Regions from separate parts of the Zea mays genome. Here region 2 is linked to region 1. The links are chromatin contacts, called in public Hi-C maps. All regions are on one chromosome and are shown on one strand. The core of a region is the stretch at or near the end of the contact, and the rest is flanking DNA. Distances in the headings are between cores, read along the strand shown.

Region 1 (5,613 bases), core at 3,018-5,517:
ATACGGCCTACCAATCGTCACTATACGAGACATCGTTCCGAGTGGTTTACGGCTGCAACCCGCCCTCCATCCGTTCCTACGAGCCCGGGGAGACTCGTGTGGTAGCGGTAGCCCAAGAGATGGCAGATCGCAAGGCCTTCCTCACCGACGTCCGCTACCGTCTGGAACAGGCACAGGCGGTACAAAAGCGCCACTACGACCGGCACCATTGGCTGGTGTCGTACCAGTTCGGCGACAGGATGTTCCTGCGCCTTCGTCGACACGCGGCCACCTCCCTTCCACGCTCGGCCACGGGGAAGCTCAAGCCCCTCTTCGTCGGGGCCTACCACGTCGCTGAATTGATCAACAACGTCGCTGCCCGCCTGGAACTGCCGCCAGGTGCACGGCTTCATGATGTGTTCCATGTGGAAGTCCTCAAGAAATTCATCGGGACCCCGCCGGCCACACCTCCTGACCTGCCCCCAATCCACCATGGCGCGGTGGTACCAGAACCCCTCCGGGTCGAGCAAGCTCGCCTGGCACAAGGAGTTCGCCCAGTGCTCATGCACTGGCACGACGAGCGGCCTCGTCAACTATGTGGGAGGATCTCGACGACTTCCGCTCCCGGTGTCCAGACTTTCAGCTCGACGACGAGTTGGACCTCGATGGGGGGAGAGATGTCATGTGCGGACGCACCTACGCCAAGCACAAGCGCGCACGCGATGTCAACCAGGCAGAAGAGCGCGCGACGGCCGTTGGTGGTTAGGCGCACGCGCGAGCTGTTAGGCGCGCCAGCTAGTTAGTTAGATAAAGATTACTTTCTGTTTCAAATCCCTACAATTAAGGAGAAGATTTGGGCAGAGATTGTTAGGGAAGATAAGTTAGCTATTCCTAGGATTGAGGAGTATTTATCTCCAGTCGGTTAGGGCCGTCGGCCATATATGCTCTTGTAACCAGCCGGTTTGGGAATTAAACAAAGCAATTAAGGAGAAGATTTGGCAGAGATGGTTAGGGAAGATAAGTTAGCTATTCCTAGGATTGAGGAGTATTTATCTCCAGTCAGTTAGGGCCGCTGCCCATATATGCTCTTGTAACCAGCCGGTTTGGGAATTAAACAAAGTTTATTCTCTCTAATCTCTCCTCTCCACTCACCAACAAAGCCTGCGGCTGAGGGGCATAACCTCGCCAGAGAAGACGGGCCGCGACTACGAACTGCGTAGTTGAGGCCCTGCTGTTCGAGGGTTGCAGGCCCTTGACATGTGGTGCTATTTCTTAAATATCTAGTTTTGTGATACTTCGATATGTCAAATACAGTTTTGTGATACAACTTCTTAGTTCTGTAGTTTTGCAACTTTACTCACTTGTAACTTAATTACAAAACACTCAATTGTGTTATAGAAAAAAAAACACCAAGGTTTAGTGATACTCACAGTTGGGTGTCTATAACTGTCATAATGAACAGCACAGTGCTTCAAATGACCCATTTCTGAAAAAAGCTCCTGAGGCAATATTTTGAATAAAAAAAGATCAGTTTCAAGAATGCCGAATATGAATGGGACTGTCAGATATTGTATTACACAGATGAGGGTCCAGCTACCTGTAGATCTTCACTTGTCACTCCATAGTGCAAATTTGAAATGTAAAGCTTTGTTCCAGATTCTATCCCAGAAAGCCCAGCTGCTACCATGCTATCCTCAAAGAGATCATGTCTCCACACAAAATCCTTTGCTTTATTGAATGACTGTAATATTCCATATCATGCATGTCGATGTTGTGACGAGCAAGTATTAGCATAAAATCTCAAAACTCATCAATCCACAGTACTTGATGAAGCAACTAGCATCAGCAAAATCATAAAACCCTATACCATTCCACATAATGGTGCTATTTCTGTATACATGAAAAGGCCTTATCCACAGATTATTAAGTAGTCCATCAGCTTGCTCACGAGTAGAGACAAAGTTATCAGTTTGAACTTTGAAGCAATAGCCAGCACAAACCAACATATGCCTCACCACCCTACATACTCGGCAGAGAAGAGACAGGTCTCAATGAAAAAGCCATTGGATCCTCTTTGAAGCTCCACAGTTAAATGGTCACAGATATGGTCTGAATGGAACAGTTGGGCTGTGCCATTTTAATAAGTTTATAGCCACTTCTCATCAGGTACCTACTGCAATTTGGATTCTCGAAGGTAACAGAAAAACAGTTATAGTTGTGTGCTTGCCTTGGCAATAGCAAATGATGAGGACCAAGTATTAACACCAAGTGGCCTCCGCGAAGACACCCCAAGTCCCCTTTCACGGAAGTTGCCAGTACCACGCCCACGCCACGAACCACGAGCCAACCTTTGGCCATCACCTCTGCCTCGACCCCCTCCTTGTCCCCTGCCTCTTCCTGTTCCCCTCCCAGCTCTGCTCTTAATCAAATCATCCAGTGGAACATCCAGAGGTGTTGCCATTCAAGACAAAAATTGAAGCTAAAAAGTTAGGAACAAAACCCTGCACAACAGAAAACAATTTCAGTATCTTGATTGTTCAGATGAACACAGTATACTGAGCAAGATCACGTGCACAGAACAGAGATAATCGCAGCCTTAACCTTTACTTCAGTTTATCACTTATTTGGTATGGCTAAGAGCTTAATATCATATATGAAAAGGTTCGCAGCTAATCATTTTGCAGTTTAAAGGAAGTCCCAACCTTGGACCTTGTAAGATTAGAATGCATGGTTAGTTGTTGCTTTATTCTTCACACTTATCGTCATGTTTCTTATAACATGTCTCTGACTTTCCGCATATAAAAAATTTAATGAGATGATCATAAGCTTCCAAGTTACAGTTTATAAAGTACAGCATAAAAAACACAGTATTTAAAAAAACAAAGTATCAGGAACCATCAAAGCATAGAAACAAAAGGTCAGCCTTATTATAATAACCTTTCCATGCGTCTGTTACCTATGTTATGTACATTTATTATTTGAACACAGGGACAAACCGAAGATGATCCAAACAAAGAATTTGCACAATGCAACAGCTACCAGATTGATATAGGCGCAAAATTATCCTCATGTTGTGCGAAAGGGCTTCTAGCTGAGTTAGTTTGGTGATCTGATTAGCACTCATGGGGGCGGATCCTCGTGTAGGGATTGGGAAGCCTCAAAGCACGAGTAAAGATCTAGCCTATAGGGGACGGATCCTCATGCTGCAGTGGGGGGGGGGGCAACTTTCATGATCTTGCTCAGTCGGGGCTTCGATTGAGCTTCTTCTTAGTGAGAACAATCTTTCCCCTACCGGCCGAGTTTTTTTTTATCCTCATTGTAAATTAAACTTGAATTTCAGAAGCTAAGGGAGCCTATAGGACCCAACTTGGAAATATTAACCCATGCATGTACTTTGAGCTTGAAATGTTTTTCTCTGCAGCACTCAACAGCAAACATGTATGAACAAAACTGAAGTTAGTAAATTTCAACTGAAACAAGGTCCTTGTGTCAAATGTTGTGTACGAACATGATAAAAAATAAAATATGCGAGAGCACTTAATAGCTATTGTTTACGTAAAAGATGGCTGGCTCCAAATCTCCAAGTGCACAAAAAAAATGATTTGCATTAAGCCATGAACACACACCAATCTGCCAATTAGTAACTGCAAGTGCTCTTCAATTAGATTTCGAAGGGACCGGTATTATGGGATAGTATGGACTGGTAGTATAAGATAATATTTAAGTTAGCAGAGCTAACTACCACCTCAGTTCGCACTTCATCAACAGTGCATCTACGCATTCCCTAATCCGAACACTACCGTGGACAAATTTGTGGATCCAGAAGTTGCTACAAATCAATGATTTTGCGATGCCGAAATCAACTACACCGCCGAGGTATGTTTGGAAAAGGAAAGGGAAAAGGAAAAGAGATCCACGCACCTGTGGCGACGAGCCTGACGGAGTGAGGAGGCAAAGGACTCGTGAGGGCTTTCTGGTGGCGACAGCCCAAAGTACAGTCAGCGGTAGATTAGTCGAACGAACTCAGAGGAGCGCGTGGGGTGGCCCGTTCCGCAGCCGGCCGCCGGTAGCGAGACGAGATCGTTACAGCCCTAACCGCATGAGGGCTTGCGCGCGGGTCGGGGACGCGGGAGAAGCGAAGTGCTGTGTGTTGGATGACCCAGGATCGACCGGTTTCCGGAGGGATTCTCCGGGAATGCGCCGAGATGGGCTGGCCGGCGGCTCGACGAGTCTTCCCCTCGTCGAATCGAGAAAGAGGGGAGAACGGCTTTTCTGTGGGCGGGCTGGCGGGGCCAGCGGATTGGGTTCTTTTCGCTGCTGCGTCGTTTTCCGTTTTCTTCCTCCGGCGCTCCGGCTTCCGATCCCAGAATTAACTTTTTTTAAGTATGCATCCAAAGCAAGATTCTAAGGTATCCGATGTTTGATTATTAGTTAGATGAATTAAATATAGTCTAATTATAAAACTAATTATATAGTAAATGAGAAGTAAATAATAAGACAAGCTTTTAAGTCTAATTAATCAATGATTCGATCATGTGATGTTACAGTAAATATTTAATAATCGTAGATTAATTAAGTTTAAAAATTTTGTATACAAAGAACATACTACTAGAAGCATAGTCACATTCTAGTAGTTATACAAGTGAAGCTCAAAAGGCTATATGAGATGCACATATAATGCAAAAAAGCAAGAAGCAAAAGCTATAAACTACATAAAAAGCAGAAGAAAAGGAATAAAAACAAAAGGAGCCCTCGATCAAAAAGGGAAGCAAACACCCAATTCACATCATCAATGTGCAAAAGTGGATTGGTCAAAGGGTTTGATCAAAATGACAACAAGCTATCGATGGGTATCAACATGGCGCAAATCGATGTCGCCTTTCTCATAATGATCACGAAGAAAGTGAAAACAAACACCGATGTGCTTGGTCTTCGAATGCAGCATAGGATTCTTGGCAACACTTATGGCACTCGTGTTATCGCAAAGCAGAAGCATATGATGAAAATCCAAGCCAAAAATCTGTAAAGTAGCCATCATCCATAACAACTGCGAGCAATAGCTAGCGGCATCAACATACTCAGACTGTTTGTGCGAAGACGAGGAAACCAACAAAGACCCCAAAAACTGACAAGCCCCAGAAGCATACTTGCGCTCCAAGCGACATCCCTCAAAATCAGCATCTGAGTACCCACACAAAGATGGAATGGAAGAAGAAGAGTACCACAAACCAAACTCCGGAGTGAAGCGCATGTACCTAATAATCTGTTTCATAGCCTATTTATCAGAAGTGTGTGGGGAAGCTTGAAAACGAGAGCACATACATACTGCAAACTGTATATCTGGCCTCGTCGTAGTCAAGTACAGGAGAGAGCCAAGCATGCTCTTGCACTCCTTATGGTCCACGGGCTCATCGTCCTCATCAGCATCAAGCGTCGTCGTGGTGGACATGGGCGTCGAACAAGGCTTGGGCTCGCCCATATCGAACTTTTTCAGAACGTTCTTTCTATACTTGCCTTGATGCATATAGGTCCCGTTTTGGGTCTGCTTGATTTGTAGCCCAAGAAAAGAGTTTAGCTCGCCCAACAAGCTCATCTAAAATTCCCTGCTCATAGTATATGAAAATTTGGAAACAA
Region 2 (5,681 bases), core at 2,886-5,385, 340 kb after region 1:
ACGCGACAACTCTCTGTACACAGCCCCAAACCGCTCGACTTCCACACATAAACGACAAAGCTCTGTCGGGAGAGCAAATCTTGTGCATTGATCATGCCCAAATACATGAAGATCTCTGACCTATGAGCGTTTGAACTCGGGCAGAAGCAAAGAGCCACGTGCTCGACGTCGTGTCAGGCCGGCCGAGCGCGGACTGGCCGCGGCAGCGCGCGCCCCGCGCGTGGTCGCCCCGCCCCGCGCGTCTGCACTTCGCCCTCGTCTATAAATGCCTCTAGAGGCCTTAGTCGTTTACACTCGCGCACCCAAAGCCCCGTCCGAGCCAAAGATCACCGGAGTTCACCGTGGAAAGCAAGCACCGCCGCCCGCCATCTCTGCCCGAGCACGGCCATGGTGGCCAGCCCCTTCTGTTGACCCCCAGCCTCTCCCCAACCCCTGGACCGCTTCCCCGTGAAGCCGTGAAGCTTCTCCAAGCTTGAGCCGAGGCATTGCCTCACCGGAGAGGCGGATTCACCCTCGCCGGACCTCGGTCGCCCGCCGTCGCGCGTGGATAGAGCAAACTGGTGAGCCATTCTCTAATTTCTTGCACCACTGTCCTTCTTGACCTCTTGCGAAGCTCTCTGACCGGTTCACTTGGACAATCGCGTCGTGAGCAGGCCGGATTCCTCGCCGCCGACGAGCATCTCCGCCTGCGCACGTGGATCGGCCGACTCCGACCATTCCCGACGACGACCCACACATCGCCGTGACCCTCAGGACCTCCCCTACATCCTCGACCACCTCACCGGAGCAGTCTCGCCACCGGTAAGCCCCTCCACCCCTTTCTTCCTCCGCAGCCACTGTTCCATTAGGGAAGGACCGCGGGTTCGATTTTGCAAACCCCTAGGGGGTTTTCTGCAGAGCCTTAGACTCATATGAATAGTGCACCGAGGACATGTCTATAATTCATTCAAAATCTTTCGCCAGGGACCCCAGCGCAAAACTATTTTTCCTTTAACCATTTCTAATTAATCTTTTTAAATTCAGCAGAGAATTTAGAAAATTTATACCTTGAGTTATATTCAACCAAATTTAGCCAAACCAATTTTGCTAGATGCAACACCGTGGCTAGTAATATCTATCCTCTTCATCCTCAAGACTCTTCTCGTGCTACGGGTCAGTCCTTTCATCTTGGTGTGTCATCGGGCCTAGACGGTGAAATACTGAAACCTCATCGGTCTCCCGCCTCCACGGTCCGCACTCTGGGCAGTTACTAGCATTGGGCAGGCTCATGCCAGCGTTCCAGCGATGTTTGAAGAACGGACAATGCCAATGGTCCCTTGTATCTTCACACCTCTTCAGGAGCTTCCCAGTATGGTGCTTGTATTCCTCATCCTCAGGCTCATGCTGACAACGCTGCCTGTATTGGTACTCATACTTCCTAAGCGGATGTTCAGACGTTGGTCGTCGGTACCGCATATGCTTGACCTGCTCTTTAGTAATATATTCCTTTTCGTCTTTTTGGGGTCGATCGCCTAGATCGGCCTTATCCTTCTGGGTGTTCTGGTGCCTTGTAGATCCTACCATATTGATGTCAAATGAGAGAACTGGGTTGGCACACTCTACCATGTTGATGTCAGGGAACGACTGGCTGTCAACCTTCATGGTGAACTGTCCCAGGATCAGTCAGCCCTGCTCAATGGCTGACTCGATCTGTCAGCGAAACTCTTTGCAATCGTTGGTGGTGTGGGTGAATGAGTTGTGCCACTTGTAGTACGATCTTCCTTGTAGTTCTTACACTGTAGGAAGTTTGTGGCCTTCAAGTAGCTTCAACTGCTTTTCTTTAAGCAACAAGTCAAATATTTGTTCAGCATTGTTCACATCATAATCAAACCCTTTCGAAGGCCCATGTTGTTTTTCACCCACTTGCAAGATACGGGGTTTGCCCCCCCCCCAGTGTACTCTGCTACAGCAATGTCCTTCTCATCTGCACTGTCCTCAACTTCTTCAGCGCCAACCATGCCTACATGGCGTTTAAACTTGACTTGCAACTTGTCCTAATACAACTCCGGATGGTACTATTAATAAGTCGTCAATTGAACTGAATTCGAGCTAAAAAGCCAGATCCTTGATCGGCTTCGCAAGGCCAAGCGTTGTCAGCTCGACGGCCTCCTTTTCCATGATGTGGGACGAGTAGCACCGATTCTTAACCGCTCTGAATCGTTGAATGAACTCCATAAAAGTTTCCCCACGCTTCTGCTTTATCTATGCCAGATCGGCAATCCTGGCTTCGACGGCTTCAGAATGATATTGGGTGTGAAACTGATCCTCTAGTTGCTTCCATGTTCTCATCGAGTCCATGCCTAGCGAGGTACAGTTAAGTGCTCCTATATTTGACAATACAACATATAGTTGAGATATGTGCTCTATTCATATGAGCAAGAATTTATGTCCTCGAAGCCACCTTTTATCATCGTGTAACATTGCAGTCAAGTTCATAGATTTATATGGAGGTCAGTTATGTGATCTATCCAAATATGTTGTATTAACACATGTGGTAACTGGTTAGTTATGTCCTCGAAGGATATTAATATTTCAATTTTGTAACACTTCAATATAATTGACTTACTAATAAGCATCCTATCGGGTACCCAGGGAAGGGGTACCCAAGGCGAGACCCATAAACCTCTCTATGGCCCATTTACTGACCAAACCCTCGTCGAGCAAGTCTGTGAGGTGGGGCGAACGACCAACTCCCCGTAGAGAAAGTCTGCGAGGCGGGATGAATAACTAAGTCCCCACCGAGCAAGTCTGCGAGATAGAGCGAACGACCAAACGGACCCGCAAGAAGGGAGCCTAGGCCGACGTTGTTGGTCCACGACTGCCATAACAGGACACGTCGCCACCAAACCATGTCCACACCATGCTTACAGTGCCAAAGGGGGTCACGACAACAAAGTCTCCACCCACGTACCAGGAAGGATGGAGGGTGACGCAAGGGTACTGACAGAAGATGAAGATGTACTGAATACGAACCTCAACCTTAACGAGACCACATTATGTGGGACCCATCAAGTACAGCAGCACGGGCGTAGAGCGAGCTATAGGGACTTGCACGTCGGGCAGATGAGACATGATGTCGTGCCAAGAGTACGGCAGCACACGACCCGTTAGAAGGAGTCATGCCGCATGTAGGCACGTCCCAAGATTGGTCCAAGAGGGGGCTGCCACGCACTACGACATAGGGCTTAGTCAAAGAACTCTCTCTCTCTTTCTCATGTAAGGACCATCCCTTGAAGTATAAAATGGAGTCCCTCTCCCCTCGTACAGACACAAGCACACCAGTTGTAACACATCCTCAGCAATACTACGATCAACACTACACTAGACTACGGCGCAAGCCTAAACCATTATAAACCCCATGTCTTAGTTCCTTGCTAGGATCTCTGTGATCCACCATTCGGAGTAATATAAGTCCGTGCTTACATTCCCGCCGAACACAATCTATTGTCCCTCGTTTCTAAAACCACGATACATCCAATTTGAATCGATGGATAAAGTTTGAGTTTTACTAGGACCCTGCTTTTGTACCAAATCAGGTGAGTATTATACTTCAAAATCCGAAGTTCCAATCCTTTGCATCTGTTTTGTGTAAGACAGAAGCCTTTTGTCTAAAAGGCAGTGGACTCGGATATGTGCACATATCCGTCGACCGCATCAGCATGAACTTCGTATGCCAAAATGCGGCAATGCATTTCTGGAATGGAGCTAGTTCCATCTTCCCGGTGGCATCGCCGCATCGGGACGACTTGAGAACCATGGGTCCCTTTCGGTCACGCTTTCCATGAGGCGAATGAATAATGGTCGCCTCATACCTAAGTAAAAAAGCTTTAGAACTTTGTAAAATCCCCATTGCAAAATGAGAAATGGAAACGGAAAAAAAGCAAGGGTTTAAACCTTCGTCGGAACTGCCAATCACTGTAGACCGGGTTATCGCTGAAGTAGTCCGCCATGATCCTCGCGTGTCCAGCGGCGTGGTCCCGGTTAATGGCGATATGAAATTGCTAGGTTGAACGGTTGGAGAAGTGAAAGTTTGGGGGGTGGGGGGAGGAAGGTAATAAAAAGAGTATAAAGTACGTATAGGGAGAGATGGATGGTTGGAGAAGCCTTATCACAAAAAACAACCACCAAGCGACGGCGCCTGCACAAGATGAACCAGCTCTCTCTCCTCCACCACCTACATCGGCTGTCTCCCGGACGCGGCCATGGCCTCACCGCCGTCGTCCGAGCTGGGCTCTCCTCCTGTGAACCACCAACCCCGCAGCAGCACGCAAAACGCCTCCTTGCCATAGCGCCTCACGAAAGCATCGCAGCAGCTAGGGAGGAGGAGAGCCACTTGCGTCAAGAGCTCGCTGCAGCGGGCAATAATAACGAGGCCGGCGGCGGCGGCAGGACGTGCGCTCTGCCGACGTGGGCGCTCCTCGGCGGCATCACGGTGGGCGTGACCGTGGCGCTGGCCCTGTCCGCGGGGCCAGGCCCCGCCCTGGCGCTGGGGCCAGAGGGCCCCCTGGTGGAGGAGTTCTGGGACAACATGCGGCGGTACGCGCTGTACGTTGTGACGGTGAGCACAGGGGTGGCGTACACGGTGCTGCAGCCCATAGTGGAGCTGCTCAAGAACCCCGTCACGGCGCTGCTCATCGTGGCCGTCATCGCCGGCAGCGGCTTCCTCGTCTCGCAGGTGCTCAATGCCATGGTCGGCAACTCCGACTTCATCTACAGGTATGAGTAGGTGGATGGCGAGCGTGTGGTGGCGCTGAGGTCTCTGCGTGACCGAGAATGGAGAGGTGAACGTGTGCTTTAGTGTGTCAACGAACCAGGAGCTAGAACAGGAATGTCTGAAATTGAAGTTTGCTGTCTGGATGTATTTTACTCTGTCTGATATTTACTTTGACCAACAGGCTATGCTATGCATGAGTGAAAGAACGTGGACGTCTTCTAGTACCTATACCACAGCTCAGTTTTACTTTTACATCTCTCCAGTACTTATTGGTGAGACATTTTTTCATAGACAAAACTAAGTAGTGCTACTGAACTAAAGACATTTAAAAGTGGATCCAATCGGTTGAATGGTGAAAAACTTACGATGTTCGTAAAGGTATTCAAAAGTAAAAAAAAAAATTCCCGCGACAGCATTACTAAGACTAGCCGTTATTCGGGATCAACCGGTGAAAACAAATTAAAAAAAAGGAGTGCAAAACAGATGGAATTTCAGCTGTGAAGTAGCATATACAATTCTTACACATGAGTACATAACCTACACGACGGTCACAACTAAAATGGGTTTCCTGTGGTAAAAGATGCATTTATCTCTAGTACAAAATGTGAAAGTAATTAGGAAATGCAGCGATTATGTAAAATAGGTGATGAAACCACCCTCTCATCTTTGTTAAGCTCAGAATTTTATAGTCTGGTATTCTGTGTCCGCGCGTTCAATGCAGCTTATGATGTTGATGACTAAAGGAAAAATATGAAATCAAAGATATGACCCGAATATGTCTGGTTGTGCATTCCCTTGGCACTTGTTCTTTGTCACACATGGGGCCCCCTTCTCCGCTCTCATCATAAGCAGTTAAACACACGAAAGGCTGAACCTCTGCATGCTATGAATGTTGACTTCTCTCTGAATTTTTTTTTTTTTTTTGCAC

What was found. Hi-C and Micro-C count contacts between places; a contact is called where the count stands out from the background.
Region 2: a contact with region 1 is called in a Hi-C map of ear, with 2.0 times the contacts expected there. The contact joins the promoter of LOC100275996 here to the promoter of LOC100280336 in region 1.

Annotation. Positions count from the first base shown.
Region 1 is chr6:129,413,944-129,419,556 of Zm-B73-REFERENCE-NAM-5.0, forward strand. It overlaps LOC100280336 (THO complex subunit 4), which reads right to left and starts at 4,268. Exons shown (of 7, transcript NM_001153262.1): 1 at 3,901-4,268; 2 at 2,207-2,480; 3 at 1,577-1,720; 4 at 1,410-1,478. The coding sequence starts at 2,440.
Region 2 is chr6:129,757,592-129,763,272 of Zm-B73-REFERENCE-NAM-5.0, forward strand. LOC100275996 reads left to right here and starts at 4,136. Exons shown (of 1, transcript NM_001149894.1): 1 at 4,136-5,073. The coding sequence starts at 4,187. The coding sequence ends at 4,765. It overlaps LOC103631377 (DNA topoisomerase 1), which reads right to left. Exons shown (of 21, transcript XM_020539478.2): 21 at 5,213-5,681.